Regions from separate parts of the Capsicum annuum genome. Here region 2 is linked to region 1. Evidence: chromatin contacts called from public Hi-C data. All regions are on one chromosome and are shown on one strand. The core of a region is the stretch at or near the end of the contact, and the rest is flanking DNA. Distances in the headings are between cores, read along the strand shown. Region 1 overlaps LOC107867032 (probable protein phosphatase 2C 55). Region 2 holds the start of LOC107867034 (APO protein 4, mitochondrial).

Region 1 (7,018 bases), core at 4,423-6,922:
TACTAGACTAGTAACTTAATAATGTACTAATTTTTCGTTTTTGCACAAATAATGTACCAGTTTCTTCTTGAGTTTTTTTTAAAAGTTATTCTTTTGGTAACTATGGTATTGAGCCAGAATGGTTCACAAGCATGAGTTTTGGGTAAACCTATCCATCAAGGCCGAGATAGATATGCTCATTCAGAGTGCGAGTGTTTATTAGAGAATTCTCAAGTCTTTTGCTTATTTTTTAGTAGTTGGTGATAAGCAGCAATTTTTGACATGAAATATGGAGAATTTAGCAACGTCCTACCTATATCCTCTACCATATTTTATGATTTCTTCCTCTTAAGTCCTAATATTCCTTACCCTGTTCGGCAGGTGCCTGTGTTGTCTTCAAGTGAAGACCAGGTTGATGCGTATTAAACAGATGTACTGGGAGTAATGATATATCCTGTGTTCTGTGTACTGGTTGTGTTTCTCTTAAACGGGTGCGAGCAAATTTGTTGTAGTTGATAAACCAATATGCCTAGTAATTATCTTTTTAGACTAGGTGGTGCATTGAGGCTGGGAATTCGGAAATCCATTTCTGTGCAAGAAAGGGGTCTACAGGATCTGGTGGTGATTTTTGCAGAAGAGCGGTTGTTGTTCGGGAAGTTCTTCAGTTCTGTGACATCTGCAAGATTGTCTGACCTGCATGTATTTGTAAGACCTGGAGCTTTAGCAGCTGCACGGGCAAATTTGAATATTGTTAATCAAAGAAAGAATCTTTCTATGGTCGGTGCTATTCCTCGTGCATTTTCCATACCATCTGTATCGGGGCCTGCATTTCAGGTTTGTGGCTATCACATCGATTGCCTGTCAGCTGCGCCTACTCAAGTTTCTATAGAGACGGACCGTCATAAAGCACCTATGGCCGTTTGTTGTTCAAGAACTTCTGTTGGCTGTTCCTCGAGTAAAATGACTTCAGGGCATCTCAGACCTTGCTTTACAGTAAATAGTCCTATTAATTTCTATAACAATAGAAGTTTGGACAATTGTCGAAAAGCCAGCATGAGTTTGAAAAATAACAATCAGCCCAATAACTTTTTTGTCTATGGATATTTTGCATACAATGTTGCAAAAAACAAAGGCAATTCAAATCTTAATGAAGGGTTTGGCTTCAAGTGTTTTCACAGTTCTTCAGCTGCATGTATCTCTGCTGGCGCTGCTCCTGATGTTTCCTTTGATAACTCTCTGCGTGAGGTCCACCTTGGAAGTTCATCAAATTCTTCTGAACAGTATGTTTCTCAACTTTGCTCTAGTTATTCATATAGTTCATTAACTTTGAGGAAATTGTATGATCTAAGTATATCTGAATTGGACACTCTTTTCCTATTTTTCTCACGTACCTCAAAATCATGTATGCAAAATACACTGGAAAGAGAAAAAGGTTAAATGCAACATCGTTTACAAACCTATGTGAAGAGAAATTCATCAAGGTTTAAAGTTTACGAAGGTTGGATTTCTCTTTGGGCTTAAAGTTTCGGAGGAACCTTCAGGACTGGCAGGTAATGGAAATCAAATCCCGGTTGAAGTGATTTGTAGATGAAATACATCGTTCGAGAACTAGGACTACTGGAGGTAAAAGGTGGAGAGCAGTGGACTGTTCTATGTAAGGTCCTTATTACAAAGACTTTTACTTTGGAAGGATCTGGCTTTCAGCACTTATTAGTACAGAGGCTCATGGCACTGCTAATTGGTGCTTTATACTTCTTTTGCGTATCCAGCTACCTGCATATTTGTGGCGTGAGTTTGAAATATTCGGGACACAATGACAATGTCAAACGCTGTTAACTATACAACTAGACTTTTAGAAGATGGAGAAAAAGACGCAGTGAGGGGTTGCCCCAATAGCGCTCATGTGGGGTATTTGTAAGAGAGAAACGAGAGAGTTTTCAACAGAATAGAGAATGACTTTGTACATTTGAGGAATAACCTTCTTATATCTAATTTCCTTCTGGTGCACCCAGAAGTTCCAATTTTCATAGAAGATCAGGTGTTTTTAATGAAGTATCATATCTTTTCTAGGTTTCTTCTTTTTGGTCTACCACTTCTATGAAGGCGTTTTCCCCCAAGACTAATGAAATTATTTTACCTTATAAAGAAAATAAGTGAATATGATAGTTTGATGCCATATAAATTGTTTCAATTGGCAAGTCATTAGCCGAGTTCGGGTGGAGTTAAAGGTTTCATCCTGGAGGTTCTCAAATTGATTTTTTTTAAAAAAAATTGGACACTGGATATATACTAAAATCCTGCACATCTTGCCACCTTTGTTGCTCTGTGTAGAACCAATTTATATGTAGCTCCACAGAACTATCACTGAATGAGAGCATATCGCTACATAGTAGAGTAGATGTAATTGACTATGTTCTACTGCTCGTTTTAGTGTCGTCTTTACTCTTAAGTTAAAGCCTAATGTTTTTTCTTTTCTCGGTCACATTTTATCTTTTGACACATTTCAGGAATATCCATATTGACAAATGCCTGAAGCTTAATTCAGGATCATGTTACCTGCCTCACCCTGATAAAGAAGAAAAAGGTGGTGAGGATGCACATTTTATTTGCATTGATGAACAAGCAATTGGCATAGCTGATGGTGTTGGTGGATGGGCTGATGTTGGTGTTGATGCTGGAGAATACTCTCGAGAACTGATGTCAAACTCAGTAATGGCAATTCGTGAGGAACCAAAAGGTTCAGTAGATCCAGCCAGGGTCCTGGAGAAAGCTTATACATGCACAAGAGCCAAAGGGTCCTCAACTGCCTGCATTATTGCCCTTACCGATGAGGTATATACGTAATTAATTCTGTATATACCATTTTTGTCCTTGGATGCATTAGGAGAGAAAGGATTTCCCACTGTAATATTTAGTGCTTGTGCTTCAGCACCACTGTTGTTAGAGAATGGTTGTGGAGTGGAGTTATCTAGTATTTGTTAGGAGAACATGTTTGGCTTTTCTGAAATGAAAGGAAGAGAGAGTTAATTTAAGGAAAGATAATGGGTTCATCGTAACTTTTTGAGCTATGTACATGTGATGAAACCTTTGGACCTTTTTTAGCCATTGTTACAACCAGAATCAGGTGTGGACAGGCAGTTTTGTGATTAAAATGCGAAAGAAATTAAGTTGTTGAGCTATGTAGAAGTTTATATCTTTGCATATATGTTAAATTTATCATTTTTCCTCTCTTCTCAGGGTCTCCATGCCATCAACATAGGAGATAGCGGATTTATGGTGGTTCGAGATGGATCTACTGTTTTCAGATCCCCAGTGCAGCAGCATGATTTCAATTTTACATATCAGCTGGAAAGTGGTAATGCCGGTGATTCACCAAGCTCTGGGGAGGTCAGTTTATAAATGGTGGTCTTGCTATCCTTATATAACACTTGGTATGGAGGTTCTGTTTTTCTCGAGTGTCTTGAGTAGACAAGTTACTACTAGGAGAAATGCTAATTGAGAAGTCTTTATTAAGCTGTTTTTGCCATTATGAACTGTTGGTCTGAGTCAGCCATAGAACTTTGATCTCTTACCAAATCCCATCAATCAAATTACGGTTTCAAGAAATGTGAGGCATCTAATTCATATAATTAAGAAATGTTTTCAGTTATAACAAGAAAAGAAAAAAACGTGAACTGGGGAGTGGATTATGATAAATAGTGATCAGATTATGATAAATAGTGATCATCAAATGTTGTTGAAGCCTGTTAGTTTTTCTCAAAAAAAAAAAAAAAAGTTTGTTGAAAAAACTATTTTGTATCTGAATCTTTTTTTCATTGTTCAATTTTGTCATTACACCTTATCAAAAAACAAACTATTCATTTTTTTCATTGAGCCCGAATCATGAGAGGTGCTTTCATCAGCAACAACAACAACAAACCCAGTATATTCCCACAAAGTGGGGTCTGGGGAGGGTAGAATGTACGCAGTCCATACCGCTACCTCCAAAGAAGTAGAGAGGCTGTTTCCGATAGACCCCTGATGAGAGGTGCTTTCATGCTCTGGAAAATTTTCATTCTTTTTAATCAACTTATGTTATACCCTTCTTTCTCTCTCCCTGCTCTTAGATGACTTAAGTTTTGGACGATCTGAGTGAAATTATTCTTGCGATCTGAATAATTTAAGATCTAATGACATTCCAACACCCTTTGCAGGCCTCTCACCTAATGCTGTTATGTGTTTATACCTCAATTTGAATATTGTGTCAACTGTAAATGTGGGATGTTGATTGTGGCTCTAATTCTTATTTCTCCCATTCAGTCGATCTGTAGTCTAATTCTCTGTTAAAATGAACGGTTGGCTTCTGGTTCAGGTGTTTAAAATACCTGTTGCTCCAGGAGATGTCATCGTTGCTGGAACTGATGGTTTATTTGACAATTTGTACAACAATGATATAAGTGCAATAGTGGTGCATGCAGCGAGAGCTGGTTTACCACCTCAGGTTGCAGCTCAGAAGATAGCTGCATTGGCTCGGCGAAGAGCACAGGATAAAAACAGGCAAACCCCTTTCTCTTCTGCAGCCCAAGAAGCTGGTTTCCGTTACCATGGTGGGAAGTTGGACGACGTAACTGTGGTTGTGTCTTACATAACCAGTGAGAAAAATGTACGAGGAGACTATACCCTGACCACCTGACATGTCCTCTCTTTTAAGTTCATCATATGCCTGCATTGTTTCTTTCTGCCAGATACACGAATATCTCTGTCTATCTTATCTAGTTGCTATAGCCTCAATGCTGAGTGCAATCCTTGGAAGAATTCATTAGTCTAAAAAAGAAAAGGATGTTTGGTAGTGCATAGTATCTGTGCAGAAGAATGAAAGTGGCTCTTTATGTAGTGTTTTTTGTCAACCAATAGATGGCATAGAAGAAACTCACTTTGTGATTGATAACATTGGTTATGGGTTACAAAATCCTATCTACTTATACTGCTAGAGATTTTCTTCTGAATCCGCTCGCACAAGCTTAGGCCTGAGGGAGAATATCATCGGTTTACCTGGGCTTTGTCTCCTTCGTTCTTATAACAGCTATTTCTTATAACAGCTATGCAAATGAATTCCATAATGTTGGAAGCCTATTTTCTTTGTATGTTAACTGTGTACAGCTTTTGTTAATTATCGACCAGAGCAGAACCTGATGCTGTTACTTTCTGGTGTATGCAGGAAAACTCCCAACAGCTTGAAGCTTAGTTAAAGCGATGACAGGTTTGTCTTTGTGAAATGCAAATTGCTTGGCTTGGCGGTCAGTTTTGATGCTTCCTGTGACGGATGAGTTCAGACCTAGCCATTTAAGTGCTCTTCTACTTGTATATATTTTGTCTTTCGGCAATTTCTACAGCGTCACCCCATACCCCATTCCACATCCTATACAAAACCCTATTAGCCCTCTCTGCCCCTCTTAAGGAGAGAAGATAGGAGTGTTCATGTATGTTGAATGAGGTGTACAAAGAAGAGTTCTTGTAATGGTTCATAAAAGTTTGGACTTTACTGGTAATGTTTTGCTACATTTTGGAAATGCAATTAAGGCATATCTTGCTTACGGCATAAAGCTTTATTCTTTGTTGGATCTTTAATTTGCATCAACCTTTTGAGGTTCTAAGCAACCTGTCTATCTCTCTCTGAGGTAGGGGTAACGTAGGTGTATGCTCTACCCTTTTCAAACCCCGTTTGTGGGGGATATAGGGTATTTTGTTGTCAACTTTCTCTTTTGAAAGTTTTTGCGACTTCATGTCCCAAAGAGTTTGGTGAATGACTTGCTTTTTCATTAGGCCACAAATTCTATTGGGCCGCGCCCTTTAATTAAGGGTAACTCACACAAATTTCACAAGTTAAGGAGCCACTAACACTTTTTACCACCACTTTTTCTCAATTATATAAAATTTCGAAAATCGTCTTTTGTGATATATAACTTAATTCGTGATGCATGTGGTATGTGATACATTCAAAACTGGTCGGTTAGTTAAATAAGGAATAACGGAATTATATTTATTAAAGCGAGTGAATCAAGCGGAATTTGTTTCAGAAAGAATAATCAAAAACTTTTCATTCGATTGATATTGATTCCAATTTTCATTTTTGGTTCAATTTCTTCATCTATTTTTTCCTTCCACTCTCCATCGTCTTTCTGTCGTCACAACTCCATTACCAGAGAACTCGAGATTTGCTTTGAAACCAAGAGAGAATTAGTTACTTCAACAAAGAACGTAACTCATCTATATGAAAAATAAAAAAAAAATAAGTGAAATTCATTTTTTTTTTTTTAAAATGTGAAATTGAATTGGATGTGGGTAGCTTGTGGATTTATGTAATTTATCTTTTAATTAGATCATAATTAAGTGATAGAAGTGTATATAAAAACAAGTGTCATCTATTTATTGATACTGGTTAGGTTTTTTCTAAGTTTGATAGTCTATTTTTAATGTTCAAGTTTTGTTCAGCAACTTCCACTTTCGTAGCGACCATTACCCATAGGCGAACCTAAGACTTAAGCTTGACGGGTGCACCTCTATATTTAAATATAATAATTAATAATGTCGAAGTTCGATATACATTTCTTTGAAAATTTATTAATTATAATATTTTATAAGCAAAATTTTAATATTATTGAATATCATTAATTAGATTTAATATGACAAAAGTGTGTTATTCATGAACAATAATAGAAAGTTTTCGAAAAATATGAAATTCGAGAGATTTGTTTGCTAGATAGTTGCAACGGGTAACATTTGATTTAAGCCTATCTCAAACTTTAAATTGCTAACTTTTTAAATAAAAAATAACTCAATGATCAAAAGATTGAAAAAAATAAATATATTATACAGTATAAGCTAGGGAGAATATCTACCTTTTGAAGTTGGAGAGAAGTTTGTATTTTGAAATAAAATAAAAAACAGCCCAATAATATCCACAATACATAAAAGGAAAAAGAAAAAGTATGAAATAAATGACTACTAAGTAGGAAGTCTTTTTTAATCAAAAGATAAATTTATACATTTGCACAATAAG
Region 2 (7,716 bases), core at 4,827-7,326, 79 kb after region 1:
TTAATATATGACTCACGTCATGATATTGCTATTCTATGATCATGTTTATATTTTAACATGGCATTGAAATGACTAGGATATTTCTTCTTTCTGAAGACTATTTGTTGTTAGTTTTGACCTTTAAATTTTGACCATAACTGGCTATAATCAAATATGAAGAAAGTGTTAAAGTTATATTTCATTTCCTCATTCATATATGTTTTCTGATAAGTATGTTGTGTAAACATGAAAAGTCATTACTATTATGAAGGGACAAAGTGCATTCATTTTCAGTTAAAGATGATCTTATACCATGTGCATGGACAGTGAAATATTCAGTATTGAGAGCATCATTTCATTACACAATTCTAGAAAAAAGGAGATGCCAATACGAGGCCTGTTTTCTGAATACACGTGTTGCAACCTTAGGAGAACCGCACTCCAAAAGTTAGCTATTAAGGTGGGAGAGCCCAAGGCTATAAATACCCCACACCAATACTTTGTAGTACCGTGGGACTTTGCAATGGATCATAACAACACGATACCTGTTTCTAAGTTAAGATGTAATACTAGACGACTTTATAACTTAGTTGCTGTAATAGAATGTCTTGGAATGAAATACGACTGGACAAAGTGGAATGGATACTGTAGGAGTTCACTCTTATATAGCTAATCTGAGATATCGATATACTCTGGTGATTCAACAGTAGTATCTTCACGCGGAGTTTCAGGAGAGGAGCTGCTACTGTCATCATCGTTATTATTATTATCTCTTTCGTCCTCAGTTTCACTCTCAGCCCCAACTTCAAGGGGTTTAAAAAACGCGTAGAGACGAGAGCCATCTTGGACCCCGTATTCACTAAGGGTTTTTTGATCATCATTCATCATCAGATGATCATCACCTATGTCGAGTAGCAGGATGAGGCGATCACCGGGGACATTTTCTTGATTGTGTATTGCTATCTTCAAATCTTGCACTGTTGCATTGTTTCCTACTTGGACATTGAAGATTGTCCCTGTCATAATCTCGACTACCACCTGCATTTTTATCTCTTGTGTTTTGTTGAGTGGTTTGTTTTTATTTGTCTTGTGTGCTTGTTCTGGGGGACATTATCATGGATTGTAAAGAAGGTTTCCACAGGAACTCAATTTGCATTGTCTGAAAAATAGCATATCTGTGAGAACTCAACTCATGCCAGGTTAAAGCAGGGTCATCTCATCTTCTTTCATGTTGGTATCACAAATATCAAATGAGTTTATGCCAGATAGTCACTGTGTTGCAGTTGGCTGCAAAATGACTGCACCGTGAATGAAATTATGCAATGGAAACTTAAATCAATAGTATGTGACACTTTCAAGACGTAATTGGAAAAATGTTGATATTAGGAGTCTAAAAACTTAGAAAATCCAGCCACTAATCTCCCAGTCCACACGTTAGAAGTGTCTAATAAAAGTTATTACAGTCAAAGATCATAATCAAATCATGTTATTTTGGTTTCAAAAATCTTCCTTTAAATGAATGCTGGTTGAACTTTTCAATTGCCATCAAGAACTCAGATAACTTTGTTACAAAACAACCGGAATCAAATACAGATTTTAGCTGATGAATCCATATTGCATTATAGGGACAGAATTTAGTTACTATATATATGTATGAAACATTATAGGGACAAAATTTAGTTAATGTGAAACATCTACTGCAGTTCAAAGACCACAACAATGGTTTGACAATATCTGTTACAAACTGACTCTGAACTCAATAGTAATGAAGTATGCAAACCGCAGCCTGTTGGACACTACTAAGATGACATATTCTACCTCTAAAGATAGTTTATTCTAAACAGAAATGGCCATCCACTTCCATTTCACTGCAAACAAAAGTAATGTTACATATGCACACAAGCAAGTTTTGCAAACTGAAGCATGAATTTAACACAGGATGGCACTTCTTGAAGCCAAATTAGGTTAAACTTCATTCCACTAAAGCAGACAGGTGTATTCGCTGAGCATACCAGACAAGCAGACAAAAATAGTTATCTATGAAGAACAGTTGCTGTGAGAATCAGCTAAAAACTACTTTTTCTCTTAAAAGATTATATATATAATTAACTAGAAAAGCTGAAAATGCAGAATCTATGCAATGGGAACTAATGAGTAATGCCTATTTGCCTGAGCAAGTGTGTTCCTGACCGTGAAGAGTAAAATGTAAGTCCGGAGAACATCACACTTTCAGCTGCTCTTTCTCTTCCTTCTGCGCCATTGTACTTCAGTTCGATTTCCCTATTTGGATCTTGAAGTACCCAGAAAAGGATTTAAGTGGCTAGCCAACCAAATTGTAATGCTCCATGGATGAGAATTGCTCAAGTATAGTACGAAGAGATCTCCCATGAATATCAACAAGATATTCTGTCTTCATGAAATATTTCGATGCTAGAGCCAATTTTGAGAGCAATATAACCCCAATCTTTCGTCTCTATCCATAAAGTTTTAGGTTGCCCGAATAACAATAGAAAGTCCGACTTCAAAAGAATCACCCAATTTAGACCCGCCTTCTGGTTGTTGGGTAACCACCAATAAGAGCAGGAAAAGATCCCATTATTCCTTTCACATAGACGGGGCTGATAGACCTTCAAGTTTCATCATGCAATGGTACTTGGAAGGAGCAATTATTCCAGCCTTAGAACATAGATCAACAACAGCGGGAGCATGCCCATAGTAGTTCCGCCCATCATCCAAGAGTAATGGAGGATCCTGGGGTCGGTGGTACCATACTATTTTTGGAGGAACCAAATGATCCACTTGTGCCTTCTTCCAAAAGTGACTTCCTCGCCAACTTTCAAACTTAAATACGCCACAAAGACGAGCTTTATGTCCAGAAGGTCCTATATGAACTTCTGAGCAATGTTCACAGACCTTTGCTGGATAAACCAACAACAGCCTCTGAACTCCAGATCTAAGTGTTTCCCATGCCTTCAAGGTTTCTCTTCCCAACAACATCAAATCATCATCAGACAAACAGTCAGCTTGAAACGGAACAGTTGAGGGCAAGCTACTTCCGCATATAATTTCTTCACTAGGAACAGCCCCTGCTTGCAAGCACAGCTCCACAACTGCTGGAATGCGATCATAATCAAATCTTTCTTGGTGATTGATTACATTCTGAAACATGGTTCGCAAATGGAATGCCTCTACTGGAACTAGAATATCATTCAAGCTTCCTCTAATCCACTCATGAGGCTGATTCTTAGCACGCCGCCGGTAACCATGACAAGTTCGTATTAGATGACCACTCTCGCCAATATATACTTCTGGGCAGTATCTGCAACCAAATAACCCTTTTGGAGGTCAGAAAAGTCCCGTAGATACCGCCTTTCTTTTGCTACCATTGAAAGAAGAAAATTTTGTGCCAAATGCAATTCTATCTGATGATGGCTTCTTATAATTAGAAGTTGCACATAAAGATGCCAAAAAGAGCTAAGTCTAATAAAAGCATTACACACAACAGATGATCCAACTTGCTAAATAAATTCTAATTCTTGACCTTATTAGAGCAATATTCAACAACTAGCCTCAATTTCCAAAGCTAATATTGTCAGATAAATATTATGAAGAAACAAGTGGCACATCTCAAGTTTTCCCTAGCTTCTACTAAAAAGTGGTGTGATAAATATGGGCATGCCCCAGATTTAACCAAATCTTCAGTTCTAGACATCTCAATACTTTACTAAGTGTACTTTGCTAAGTGCCTTCATCATCTTCTTCTTGTATTGATTTAATCCTCTCTTTTCGTTTTTATTATTCTTGATGTCTTGCATTTTCTCCGCTCTCTTTTTGATCTCTTGCACTTAATCTTGTACTTATTTAAAGGCTCAAAAGCCCCCTTTTATTTATCAAAACCAAAACCTGAAAATATTTGAAGAACCTCTTTGTTTCAACATCAATATATCAGATTCAAGCAAGTTACGATGCATCCCTACGCATAATATCACCATACAAACTTATGATATCTTCTCTGAAAATTAAACTCTTCAACAAAAAAAATATTTAGCTAGTAACAGTGAACTAGAATGAAATAGTAAACTTCAAAATTTACGAGTCAAATGCAAAGTGTTGGCCTACTATGGACTCAGTTCATGCTGTTCTTTTCACTATTTTTTTTTTCTCCAGCTACATAAACTTCTTAGAAACTTATCATACACTCAAAAAGCTACAACAACATACCCAGTATAGTGCCACAAAGTAGGGTCTGGAGAGGTTAAGAGTGTACGCTAACCTTACGTCTACCTTAGAGGTGAGGTAGGGTGGCTGTTTTCGATAGACCATCCGCTCAAGAAAAACAGTCCAAAGAGGTCCAGAAAGAGAATGAACAGAAGTGAAAGCATCTCAAAGCATACTGAACAGTAACTACCGTCAAATGATGCGAAAATCAAAGTACAACATACATCATATAGTAACAGAAATTGAAGGACAAGAAACTACAGAAGCAATACTAGGACTACTAGTATGGGCGGTTAGCAAGTCAACACGCTACTACCTACTAAAATCTTACCTAACCCGTGTCGTCCACAACCTCGAAAAGCTACCTAAGGTCATGTACCTGCTTCGCGTCCTATCTAAACCTCGATGTCCTCAATAAGATGAACCTGCTTCGCGTCCTATCTAAACACTCATAAAGCTACCTAAGGTCATGTCCTCCATAAGCTGAAACTATGTCATGTGCTGACTAAACACTCGAAAAGCTACTTAAGGTCATCTACTCGATAAGGTGAAAGTGTGTCGTGTCGTTTCCAGTCTAAACACTCAAGAATTTACATAACCTTAAATGCAACTCAAACATAATCAGCTATACCAAATTATTGGAATCCCCAAAACCCATTAAAAGCCCTCTAAGTTTGCACAATAAGGCATAAAAGAACTACCCTAAATCTAAAATCACCAATAGAATCAAATAAATCTAACAACTTTACCATCAATCTCTTTCCAAAATTTGTATCCACATCAAGAATAACCTTAGCTTGCACAATAAGGGATCGTTTAGTATACGGGGTGGGATAAGTAGAAATATCCCATAGGACTATCTTATCCCACCTCCTATATAGGATAGTAATCCCACCATTTTAGTACAAATGATGGAATAAAATAGTCCAGTGATATGCTAATACCTCACCAAACATAAATTTTATCCCAAGATTATTATTCGTTATCCCACGTACCAAATCGACCCCTTAACACATAATAGAACTAACCTAAATCGAAAATCACCAATAGAATCAAATAAAGCTAATAACTTTAACACCAATCTCTTTCCAAAACTTGTATACACATCAAAAATAACCTTAATTCGTTTTGTTTGTTTTTTTTGTTAAAGAAAAGTAGCTTGCACGATAAGGGATCGTTTAGTATACCATAGAATTGTAATCCCACCCCACCATTTTGTAAACGGTGGAATAAAATAGTCCAGTGATTAGCTAATACCTCTCACCAAACATAAATTTTATCCCAAGATTATTATACGTTGTCCCACAGACCAAACAACCCCTTAACACATAAAAGAACTACCGTAGATCTAAATTCACCAATAGTATCCAATAAAGATCACAACTTTAACACCAATATCAAGAATAAGCACAATTTTTTTTCACAAAAAAAAAAAAGAAAAGAAAAAGAAAGCAAGAAAGAAGGAAAAGGGGGTGGAAATTACTTGCATGCCCAAGTGGGAAAACGTTGCATTAAAGCGGAAACGCCATGGTAAAGAATTGTTCGAGCCTTAAATACTTGTTGAGCAACAGGAACCATAGATTTAACTGGATAATCTTTAGCTCTGTCCTCAATCCTCTTAAGAATCATTGGCCTTAGCTTCCTCAAATCTACTTTTGGTTTCGAACTGTAAAATCTATAGTAGTGAATCATTATCCTCGTTTGCTCACATAGCTGGCGATTTCTCAAAGCCATCGCAGCTCAACATTGAAGACAACAACAACCTAATGCTAGCAATTTTTTATAAAATATTTAAATACTAGTACTATATTTTAATTTATTATCTCAATATATCTTATTTAAAAAATATTTATCTCAATAGCATTGTATTATGTATTAGCAAAAGTGAATTATATATGTATGCAATATATATGTGTCAAAGTATATTAAAATATATTAAATTTATTTTATGTAGTTATGTATTAATGTATGAAATATATACTTTTGTCAACTACTCCCTCCGTTCTAAATTATCTATCCCAAATTTTCTAATTTGATTTGTCATTTTACTTGTCCTTACTAAGAGACAATTTTTTTTTCCATATATTTATCCTTTGCATGAATTATTTTTTCTTCAAATTAAAATATAAACATCATTTAATATAGGTATTATAGTAAACTAGATATATTATTAATTATTTTTCTTAATTAATGTGTCATCTCAATTTAGAACGGGGGAAGTATTATTTTGGATTTATGATTGAAGAGATTGGAGAGTTTGACGAGAGTTTTGTGTGACGACAAGGTGCCTTCTAAGCTTAGCTAATAGCTTAAAATATTTAAAAACATATTAAAAATATGATTGATTATCTAAATTTTATTTTACATCATATAAATTGAGATATAAAAATAATATAAATCAGCTCCATACGAGTACGATTCCCTTGATATCTATACTAGTCGATCCCCTTGATATCTAGTATATACAACAACAAAAAAAAAAAAATACTCAGTGTATTTCCTCATAGTGGGATTTGAGGACGCAATCCATACTACTACCTCCAGAGAAATAGAAAGACTGTTTCCGATAGACCCCCGATTCAAGACAAAGAATAGTAAATAAATCCGTAATAAAACATGAAATAACAGAAATAAGACGCTTACAAGATAACACCCTACATTAACAACCAAAGACACCCTCACCCCATACTCTCCTGCTAGTAGCTCCAACTTATGAACATTAGTATCTAATATATGAAACAATAATATAAAAATTAATATGTATTGATTAAAATATAGTAGTCCAATATATTAAATAATATATTTTAAATCACAAAATTCAAACCACATTTTAATTCACTATACACATATTTATTTATTTTAAAACCACAACATTCAATTTTTTTTCTAAATTTTTTTTTTAAAAAACTGGTACACCATGGCATTTGTTTTGCTAAAACAGTTCAGTATACGAAAGTGCTTTATTTTGGTCCAATTATAAAATTGGTACTATAATATACTGGTATAATATATTTTGGGGTTTTCTACGAACTTAGAAGCAAATTCCCCCTTTACTTCTGTATGAAGCGTTGGTAACACAAACCGGATCTGTATAACTAACAAAATTCACATTGCATGTGCATTTTATCTTCATCAGATCCATCCTTACATTTTTTTTCTGTTCTTTCTTTCATCAGGTATGATCACTTTCGCGTCTCGTTTGTTTTTTTACTGTACATTTTGCGGAGATTTTTGAATTGTTTGTTGATTCAGTAGTTTTGTTTATTCAATATGATGTTTGGATCTAAAGAGTTTTTATTGTGCCCCGATGAAGGGACGTGGAAGGAGAGCGTTGGAGTAACCGGTAAAATTGCTGCCACGCTTAAATAGTCTCGGGCAGAAATGTAAGGTAAGACTGCACACAATAGATCGTTGTGGTGGGGCCTACATAGCGGGAGCTTTAGTGCACCGTGCTGCCTTGCTCGTAAGAGGGATGTAAATTTCCAGCATTGCTTGTTGCTAGCAATTAATTGAACTGTT

The links. Hi-C and Micro-C count contacts between places; a contact is called where the count stands out from the background.
Region 2: a Hi-C map of leaf shows a contact between it and region 1, with 2.3 times the contacts expected there. The contact joins the promoter of LOC107867034 here to the enhancer-like site in region 1. A contact is called at or near these places in 3 of 5 Hi-C or Micro-C datasets (bud, leaf and placenta).

What each region holds. Positions count from the first base shown.
Region 1 is chr4:225,678,834-225,685,851 of UCD10Xv1.1, forward strand. LOC107867032 (probable protein phosphatase 2C 55) reads left to right here. Exons shown (of 6, transcript XM_016713118.2): 2 at 361-1,259; 3 at 2,487-2,811; 4 at 3,217-3,366; 5 at 4,331-4,621; 6 at 5,177-5,561. The coding sequence starts at 505. The coding sequence ends at 5,203. Among protein-coding and RNA genes, the nearest start is that of LOC107867032, 5.7 kb to the left of the region's middle. Within about 2 kb of position 5,673, at least 2 of the 5 cell types and tissues checked have an H3K27ac peak or open chromatin away from gene starts, as enhancers often do. A contact at or near this core is called in leaf, where this site is marked.
Region 2 is chr4:225,757,300-225,765,015 of UCD10Xv1.1, forward strand. It overlaps LOC107867034 (APO protein 4, mitochondrial), which reads right to left and starts at 6,077. Exons shown (of 2, transcript XM_016713123.2): 1 at 5,681-6,077; 2 at 296-3,298. The coding sequence starts at 5,931. The coding sequence ends at 2,584. It overlaps LOC107867036 (SPX and EXS domain-containing protein 1), which reads left to right and starts at 7,165. Exons shown (of 15, transcript XM_016713128.2): 1 at 7,165-7,373.